Linked DNA regions of Mus musculus: regions 2 and 3 are each linked to region 1. The links are chromatin contacts, called in public HiChIP or PLAC-seq and promoter capture Hi-C maps. All regions are on one chromosome and are shown on one strand. The core of a region is the stretch at or near the end of the contact, and the rest is flanking DNA. Distances in the headings are between cores, read along the strand shown.

What was found. Promoter capture Hi-C pulls out the DNA fragments that hold promoters and counts their contacts. HiChIP or PLAC-seq counts read pairs in DNA pulled down with a chosen protein or histone mark.
Region 2: an H3K4me3 HiChIP or PLAC-seq map of forebrain shows a contact between it and region 1, with 5 times the contacts expected there. The contact joins the enhancer-like site here to the promoter of Tmem126a in region 1. A contact is called at or near these places in 5 of 39 promoter capture datasets (the 3T3-L1 cell line, cranial neural crest, frontonasal cranial neural crest and 2 more), 20 of 115 datasets of contacts at active chromatin or transcription factors (SST interneurons, VIP interneurons, cardiomyocytes and 12 more) and 1 of 9 other capture datasets (embryonic stem cells).
Region 3: a contact with region 1 is called in a promoter capture Hi-C map of hippocampal neurons, with 4 times the contacts expected there. The contact joins the enhancer-like site here to the promoter of Tmem126a in region 1. A contact is called at or near these places in 6 of 39 promoter capture datasets (cranial neural crest, frontonasal cranial neural crest, hippocampal neurons and 3 more), 11 of 115 datasets of contacts at active chromatin or transcription factors (differentiating embryonic stem cells, embryonic forebrain, embryonic hindbrain and 7 more) and 1 of 9 other capture datasets (embryonic stem cells).

What each region holds. Positions count from the first base shown.
Region 1 is chr7:90,455,699-90,458,571 of GRCm38.p6, reverse strand. Tmem126a (transmembrane protein 126A) reads left to right here and starts at 1,369. Exons shown (of 5, transcript NM_025460.3): 1 at 1,369-1,500.
Region 2 is chr7:91,428,692-91,431,564 of GRCm38.p6, reverse strand. The region is part of intron 1 of Dlg2 (discs large MAGUK scaffold protein 2); the gene reads right to left. Among named protein-coding and RNA genes, the nearest start is that of Gm24552, 190 kb to the right of the region's middle. Within about 2 kb of position 1,439, at least 7 of the 459 cell types and tissues checked have an H3K27ac peak or open chromatin away from gene starts, as enhancers often do. A contact at or near this core is called in SST interneurons, VIP interneurons and forebrain, where this site is marked.
Region 3 is chr7:91,217,115-91,219,987 of GRCm38.p6, reverse strand. All of the region lies in intron 1 of Dlg2 (discs large MAGUK scaffold protein 2), which reads right to left. Among named protein-coding and RNA genes, the nearest start is that of Gm24552, 24 kb to the left of the region's middle. Within about 2 kb of position 1,462, at least 14 of the 459 cell types and tissues checked have an H3K27ac peak or open chromatin away from gene starts, as enhancers often do. A contact at or near this core is called in forebrain and hippocampal neurons, where this site is marked.

The sequences.
Region 1 (2,873 bases), core at 120-2,619:
ATGAGGTCACTGCAGGATACACAGATATTAAAAACATAAGGAAATATTTATCAACAGTTTAATCCAATAAGCTTGAAATTTTGGACCAAATGGACATTTCAATTGTTCTGAGAAAAGTTTTGATGTTCAATCTAAAAGGTATCTACGCATAGAACAGTGAAATATCTATTATAGATGCTGAATTTATATTACAATTCTATCAATCAGGAAAACTCTGGGCTTAGAAGTCTCCCGTGATGATTCTACCAAACATTCAGCAAATGACATCAAAATGATACAAACGCTCCCAAAAGTGAACAGTTGCTAAATGACACTAATAAGTCAGCGCTACCCTAATGCCAGCACCGGACAAGGAAAGTGTAAAAAGGACTGGGGAAAAACAAACAAACACCCCGCTCATTGGTTAAGAGTAATTGCTGCTCCTGCAGAGGACCGGGGTTTGGTTCCACAGGAATTGGAGTACAGTCTTATTTAGAAATAAATAAATAGATAGATAAATAAATAAATAAATAAATAAATAAAAACAAAAACAAAAAAACTAGAATTGACTTGATGCCTCTCGGGACAGGAATCTTTCGGGACAGGGATCTTACTCATTAGTCTTCTGATAAATTCCAGGCCTCTCAGTTTGGTAAGCGTCTTTATAGTCTACTCACAATTTTACAAAATAACCAGGTAAAGAATTTTGTCCTTTCCTGTTTTACAGATGCAGATGAAAACTGAGACGGAAACTCACAACATTGGTTCCCAGTGGTGCTGACTTATACCCTAAGCCTCCCCCTGGCTGTTTTGTTTGGAATTCACACTGTACGCAGACCAGACTGGCCTGGAATTCACAGAAATCCCCCTGCCTCAGGCTACTGAATTCTGGGATTAAGGCGTACGTTATCACGTGCGGCTCCCTTACTTTTGAACCGTTAGTTTTTCACTACATTCCGTTAACCCTGTTTCACAGAAGCAGTGTTCTAGAGGACATGGGGAATGCTGAGGAAAACAAAACAAAACAAAAAAAAAGCACTCGCTCTGGAATTGCTCACGTTCTGCTGGAAGTCACCCACAGCATAACATGGCACAAAGATCCAAGAGCGAGATGGAGCAAAAAGTCAATCTCAGGCTAACTTCACTGCCAACGTTGCCTTCATCAGCCCGTAGCCTAGCGGCTGCCATGCAACCTACGCCAGGATCGGGGACTCGGAAGTCGGGCTGCGTGCCCAGGCGGGGTGGTGTCGAGCCCAGCCACCGCCACACCGCTGTTTCTGCAGGCTGTACCCGGGATGGGCTATAGCGGACTCGCCAGTCCTCACCGCTAGTCCACAGTTTAGCGTCTCCTGGACCGGAAGCCCGTGGACAGGAAACAGAGGCGGAGACAGAGTCACGTGTGAGCCAAAGATGGAGCTCAGACGACCCTAGCGAAGGTTGCGGTAGACTCGGCGCGGGAGGACCCGGGCAAGCACCGGCGGCTGGGGAGGCTGCCATTAGCTGCCTTCATTCTGCCGAATGGTGAGTAGCTGTGCCAATGTCGCGCTGGGAGAGGCGCGGGGTGGCCACGAGGGTGGGGAACGCTGTGTGTGCTGACCCGGTCTTCACTTTCCACCCGTGAGGGGGAAGACCTGGCTGAATTGATTGAGTTGAAGAATCACTGCCAATTTACAAATTGCTACGTTTAATTTTCCGATGCTTGGTTTTTATGCAGAAACTTTCAGAGATCTTTGTAGTATTTCAAGGTGTCTTTGTCTTTGATGGGGATTTATTAACTGAGAAATAATACCAGGAAGAAGAAACAGGACTTGAATCCTGGGATCCTGATCTAAACCGCTAAATCTGTATTTTACTTTCGAGGTTAATTTTTAAGTCAAGATTTATGGAATTTTGCACATGCAGCATTTTCCAAATCATTGTATATATACAACAGGTACCCAAGATTTGGTAAGACATTGTTCCAGTGCTGTCACAGCTAACTAATACGAATGGTGACCCAAGACAGGCTGATTTATTATCAGGTTATTTCTGAGTTTTGGTTTATTGCTACTACTGTTTTATCTTTTGAAATAGGGTCTTGGAGTACATCCAGGAACTCACAACCCTCCGGCCTCAGCTTCCCAATAGTAGAGGTATCACCACAGGTTGCAGACTTTTTTCCTGTCACCAGGAAGTATGTTTTTAAAGAGCCCAATCTAGTAAAAACGAATCCACCATTCTACACTGATATTCATCCTATGTGTACCATGCCTGCTCAGGCCAGAAAAGGGCATTAGATCACCCTAGGCCTGAAGTTACAGCTGTGTGTGAGCTTTGACGTGGGTGCTAGGGCTCGAATCTTTCATCATGTGTCCACATGCCTGCAATGCCTATGAAGGGTGAAGAGGATTCCAGTCCCCTGGAACCCTTGTTCTTTGCAATAGTGTTCTCTCAAAACTACTGAGCCCTTTCTAACCCTTGACACCTAATCATCTTTACAAAGTGGCTATTACACTTGAAATACAACTTATAGTTCCACCAGCAGATGTCACAGCTTTCCTGAATGCTTCCAAGTGAAACTAATTACCTGTGTACCTAATGACATCCCTGTTATCTTAGCTTCCACCTCATGTTTTTGTTGTTTACTGGATGTTGGCTTTCTCTCATGATGTGAGGCTCTGTCTGTTGCATCACCCCTCCACCCCACTTGTCTAGCACAAATTCTTTGGATTTTTGTTTTCCTGTAATAAATTTTCATGTAGCTCTGCTGGCCTCAAATTCCAGTATTATCAAGGACAGCCCTGAGCCCACCCCCCAACTGTTTCAACTACAGTCATGTCACCATGTCTGAATTAAGTCATTTTTTTAATGTTTCATGTATGTAGTAATTGCTTAGAAAATCAAGATTGTGGAGT
Region 2 (2,873 bases), core at 190-2,689, 970 kb before region 1:
TCGCTGAAGGCCACTGACTTTGAACTTCTGCTTTGTTCCTGTTTGACTGACTTGCAAACTTGAATCTGTGGCTTCGCTATAGTCCATACGAAGACTTTTCTAAGTTACACTCTCCCAACACGTTTTCAAACGCCAAATGAACTGCCGAATTTCAGTAAATATATATATATATATACCTTTTTATCTGTCTCTTTTCAGTTGGTTTCTACTGGCCAACGGGTAGTCAGAAGAGAGTTTTCTTTGGCTGGGTTCTAGGGCACAGTAGATTAGAATCTACTACCGATGTATTGAGAAGGCAAATATATTAATTTTGAACACTTTATGTAGTAACTAACTACGTACTTACAGTATAGAACTTGTACTTTTTCTCATTGTCATTTAACCAAATCACTTAGAAGTCATTAAAAATAAAGTTTGGTGGTAACAAGAGGTAGGGGTAGTGAAGGAAGAGTGCAAGGAAGCTGGAGATGGCGTAGCTTGGGAACTAGTGTCCCTGCAATGTATGTGTACAAGAGTCATTATAATATACCGATATAATGAAGTAGTTCACTTAATGACTATGCTTAAATAAATAATCAGACTCAGCCTTTGGCAAGAATTGCCACAGTTCAGTTGAGTACTCAAATATATCTCTCAGCAAGCATTTTATTGATTTCCCACCAAGGTTATAATTTAACAAACACGTAATATTGATTTGTTTTTTAAACTCCATTCTCGAGCTATGGGGATCTCTGTGGAATTGTAATTCCTTCTAATTAAAAGCTTTCAAAATGCAAATATTTGCCATAAGGCATGGAGCACCATATGTTTCGCTGTAATCAAAGCACAAACTTCACCTCCTAAGATCTGCAAATGTCACTCTTTGCTGATTGGAATTTTTTTGTTTTGCCTTTCATTGACACTTTCCACTAACTTTTGTAAACTTTCGAATTCTATTTTAATTTTAAATTAATTAAATTACAGTTATTGAGCACCTGTCTGGAACGAGGGTCTGGACTGAGCCTTAACAAGCTGCTTGTGACAAACTTCCTCTACTCATTTTTAGCCACCACACTAATGAGGAACGAAACACTGATAAAGACAGATAAAGGTAGATATTCACATAGATAAACTTGTAGGAAGAAGAACCTATCTCCAAAAGATTTATCACCTTGGACTTAACCATCTTGTATAATTGTGGGAAACTCACAGGAAGAAATTAGTCTCAACACCCTTTGAAATTCCTTTTACGATTCAGAGAACATCCGCTACAGGGCTATATATAATCTGAGCTCCAAATCTACAGGCGTCATCTTTTTCTTTAAGTCAAATGCAGTAGGACAGCTACACAATATTGATTCCAGCCGATGTTCTTCAATGGAGCAACTTAAGTCAGCATATAAATTGCTAGCGACTATTACTGAACACTCACAGTGGGCTAGGCACGATTAATTCAGCTGAAACTCATTAATCCAATGACTAACTAGGTCCCCATTAGGAAGGTTCACATTTTACAAATGGCCAAGCAAGAGCAAAACACCCAGCTGAAATGCAACAGAATTGGCAGGCACTTTCATCATCTGCTGTTAATTGGAAGAAGTAGAACTTAACTTTATTCAGAAGAATGCTTCATCGTGGCCTTGGGAGCTAATGGAGTCTCAGGGGATCTGACTGGACTCCTCTAAGACCCTTCCAGGAGAGATGGCAGCTTTCTACAAGGAAGGGAGGAGGCCTGTGTGCCCAGTGATCCCCAGGAAGAATGAGTAACACCATGATACCATTTTGTGTAGACATGCACAGGTTGCTTGCCTTGAACATAATTTATGTACAGGAAAAATAGAAGCTTTATTGAGGCAAGAAGATGGGGGCGGTTGCTGAACTTAATTTTAAAGGGAGAGGCTACTGTTTCAGGTCTGGGTTACTAACTTTGCTGTCAAAGAAAACAAATAGTGTTCCGGAGCTGGGGTACTCACATGTTGCCACCAGGTCTTGTTGCTGTGCTTTGGCCATGATCCATCATCGCTCATTATTATCCGATGCTCATCACTCCCAGCCCCAGAAATCATTTGCTAGGTACAGATCATGCATTTTGTACTTGGCTATGTTAATCAAGAGCTTTGTTCCCCCTTCTTTCATGGACTTGGTAGTCTGGTTGGGTGGGCAGATATTAAGTGCATATGTGTATGTAATTACCCTGGTACAATAACAGGTTAGTTGAAGAAAGCACACACTGCATGTGGTGTACATTATCAACAAGTAGTAAGGCTCAGTATGGGTCATAAGGCTCAATAGGTCAGGTGACAATGTGACAGCCGCTTCTTTTTTTTTTTTTTTAATTAGGTAATTTCCTCGTTTACATTTTCAATGCTATCCCAAAGGTCCCCCATACCCACCCCCCCCAATCCCCTACCCACCCACTCCCCCTTTTTGGCCCTGGTGTTCCCCTGTACTGGGGCATATAAAGTTTGCAAGTCCAATGGGCCTCTCTTTGCAGTGATGGCCGACTAGGCCATCTTTTGATACATATGCAGCTAAAGACAAGAGCTCCCGGGTACTGGTTAGTTCATATTGTTGTTCCACCTATAGGGTTGCAGTTCCCTTTAGCTCCTTGGGTAATTTCTCTAGCTCCTCCATTAGGGGCCGTGTTGCCCATCCAATAGCTGACTGTGATCATCCACTTCTGTGTTTGCTAGGCTCCGGCATAGTCTCACAAGAGAGAGCTATATCTGGGTCCTTTCAGCGAAATCTTGCTAGTGTATGCAATGGTGTCAGCATTTGGAAGCTGATTATGGGATGGATCCCTGCATATGGCAATCACTAGATGGTCCATCCTTTTGTCACAGTGACAGCCGCTTCTATGGGTACCTCTTGTATCTGCATGTGGCCTTTTTGTA
Region 3 (2,873 bases), core at 213-2,712, 760 kb before region 1:
ATGTGTAACTTCTAAATCACTAATGTTCCGAGCTTTCTAGCTTTCTTGGGTGACAAAAACTATAAAATGTCCTTTAAAAAAAAAAGAATTACATCATTATGATGACTCATCCTTAACAAGTTTAAAGTCTGCTTAACTCTATCATTCTTAAAAGAACCTGGGATTTTTTTTTAAAGCCCAATTCTACCAATAACCAGCAAGAGCACCAGTATAACCTGTTAACTCCTCTCAGTCCCAAACTTTGTATCCGAAAAGTGTGACTTATAAAAAGTGTGACTGGAGACACATACTGAGATAATGGTTTGTTCTGCACCATATAAAAAAATTCCTGAAATACCACCCACCATTTGTACACACAGGGCTCACTATCTACATTTATTATACAGAGAAGGAGAAGGGAAAACTAAACACTTCTTAATCCCAGGCTGGGACATCCCAACATCACTAAATACAGCCTGGAAGGATCACTGCATCCCCCGAGATGACACAGTGTTGTAGCACAAGATCCTCAGAGCATTGAGTTCTCATTACACCGTTCCTCCTTTCCTCCAGCCAGGCAAATGGTGGTTCCCTAGGATGGAGCTAAATGATGCCCCAGTGAGCAAGCAAGATCTCTGAGGCATACCACCTGGTCTGGTTTGCCTGCCCTCCCTGAATATTGGCACTTAGGTGGCTATAAGACAGAGCTGTAGATGATCTTCAAAAGAATGGCTGCAACCACAGACCTACCTGCATTATAAATCTCTCTGGGACACCATGCCCCATGTTCAGTAACACAGGCAAAGCTCTCCTCTTTACATAACTCTTCTTTTTAATTAAGGCCCAGGAGGCCAAATAAAGACTCTGAAGTAAATCTTGATGCAGCTCTCCTTTTGAAGAGTAATGGCCTTCATAAGAAGATATGTTTTTTTTTTTTTTTTTTTTTTTAAATCTAGGTCTCTTAACTGCAAACCCAAACAAGTACAATTAGAGTTCCCAGGCACTGTGAAGTTCATTAAGGCAAATCAAGAAGTGGTGCAGGTAAAATCTAATCTCTTGCCTCTCGCATCAAAAGCCCCCACACTCGCCCACACTCCATCTCTGGTGGACTAAGCCCTGTGTCTTTTCCAGACTGCCTCTCCTCTCAGCAGCCTCTCTGGTGAGTTCGCCTCCAGGGGCCTCCTCTGCTTTCTGTTGTTTCTGTAGCAGCCAGACTGTTTCTTTCCTGCTCCCTCCCTCCCCAGGGTGCTTCCCACTCCTGTGGTTTGAGTGTCTTCCCACTCCTGTGGCATGTGTCCTTCTGGAGCCAGATCTGTTCACTCACTCAGTCCCTCTGGCTTTTCCCAAAATGATCCTCCTATTTGAACTCACGTTGTTCACACAAAATTTTTTTCTAAATTCATCCCTCTCTCTACACCATTTCTGCTATATACGGATGAAGTGCTCATTTCCACTCTCTGACCTCGTTACCCAGTACATGCATCTGTCACCTTACTAAGTATGGTAATTAGACACCCAAATATGCACTTCCTCTAAACTACCCTGGGCTGCTGCAGAAAAGGGAATATGCTTCACTTATGGTCGGCCCCAAATTCCATTTCTCAGCTCCTGGAAGACATTTATGAATACATGAATGTTTCTAATGGTGACAGATACATCCCAGAACACTCTGCAAACTCTCTCCAGGTTCATTCAAAACGTTGTGGGACCACAAGGAAAGGAGAACCCAAATCTAGTTTACAAAATGCATCTAATTGACATTTACATCTCAGGTCATCAGCTAGGGAGAGGGAAAACAGAAAAGGTCTGGGAATAATGGGGATCTTTCCTCATTATTCTCAGTATGTGATTCAGATGCTCAAAGAACAGAGACCTCCCATATAAGCTATGGTTAGGACTCAGCACATTATGCAGACCGAGAAGTTGTTAAGAGATACTTACTGAATACATGCATACATGCAGTCAGTGTCTAACACTGTGAGGAGCATTTTTCTCATTGTGACCTAATAAGACCAACCAGGGTAATAACATTGCTATGTATAGTTGTGATACATTAAAGGGCATTTTCTTATGATTATTTATAGTAGATCTCTTGGCACAAATTGTATGAATATAATAACATACTGCAAAATTTCCCAACATTGTTGCATATATCACTGTGAATTTGCCGTTATAAATGAATCCTCTAAGGAAAAAATACAGTAAAGGCATATTTGCCACATGATTATTTGATTGTCTATATCCCCTAATGTATTATTTACTCAAACACTTGAAGTGCAGTCATCCAATAGGACTCCAGAAATTGGCACATTTCACAACAAAATATGCTGAGCATGTACATAAATGTATGTAAATGTTCTCAGGTTTGAGCCAAGTTCCTTGCCTTTGTTCTCTTTCTCTGACTTAGTCATAGAGAGACTCATGAGGACTTGGGGCCTCTGGCTTAGTCACAGAGAGACTCATGGGGACTTGCGGCAGCTCTGTGCTTCCAAACTGAAATGATATTGCCAAATAGTTACCTATATGCAAACTGAACTTAGTCCTACAGCTTTTGTACGTAGTGCATAGAAGACTGTATGGGAAATGAGCAGAAAGGACACAAAGGAAATCATCTAGGAAGAGCAGTTTGCAAATCAGTTCTCCAGACTAGTTTTTCAACCTTCCTTGGGGGAACAATGTAGAAATGCTGCCCTTTCCCAGGATTGTTGGGCAGTATGCTCAAACACAGCACACAAAGACCTCCTGCAACCCCACTTACAGCTTCTCAAAGCCTGAGTGAAAGAGGGTCAAGGCGAGGGCTAACCTTGTATTTTAGAACGAATCTTTATGTGTAATCCCTTGTCGGTTTCTCAAATCCAGAGGAAAAGCTCCCCTGAGACTATTTTCCCTTGCAC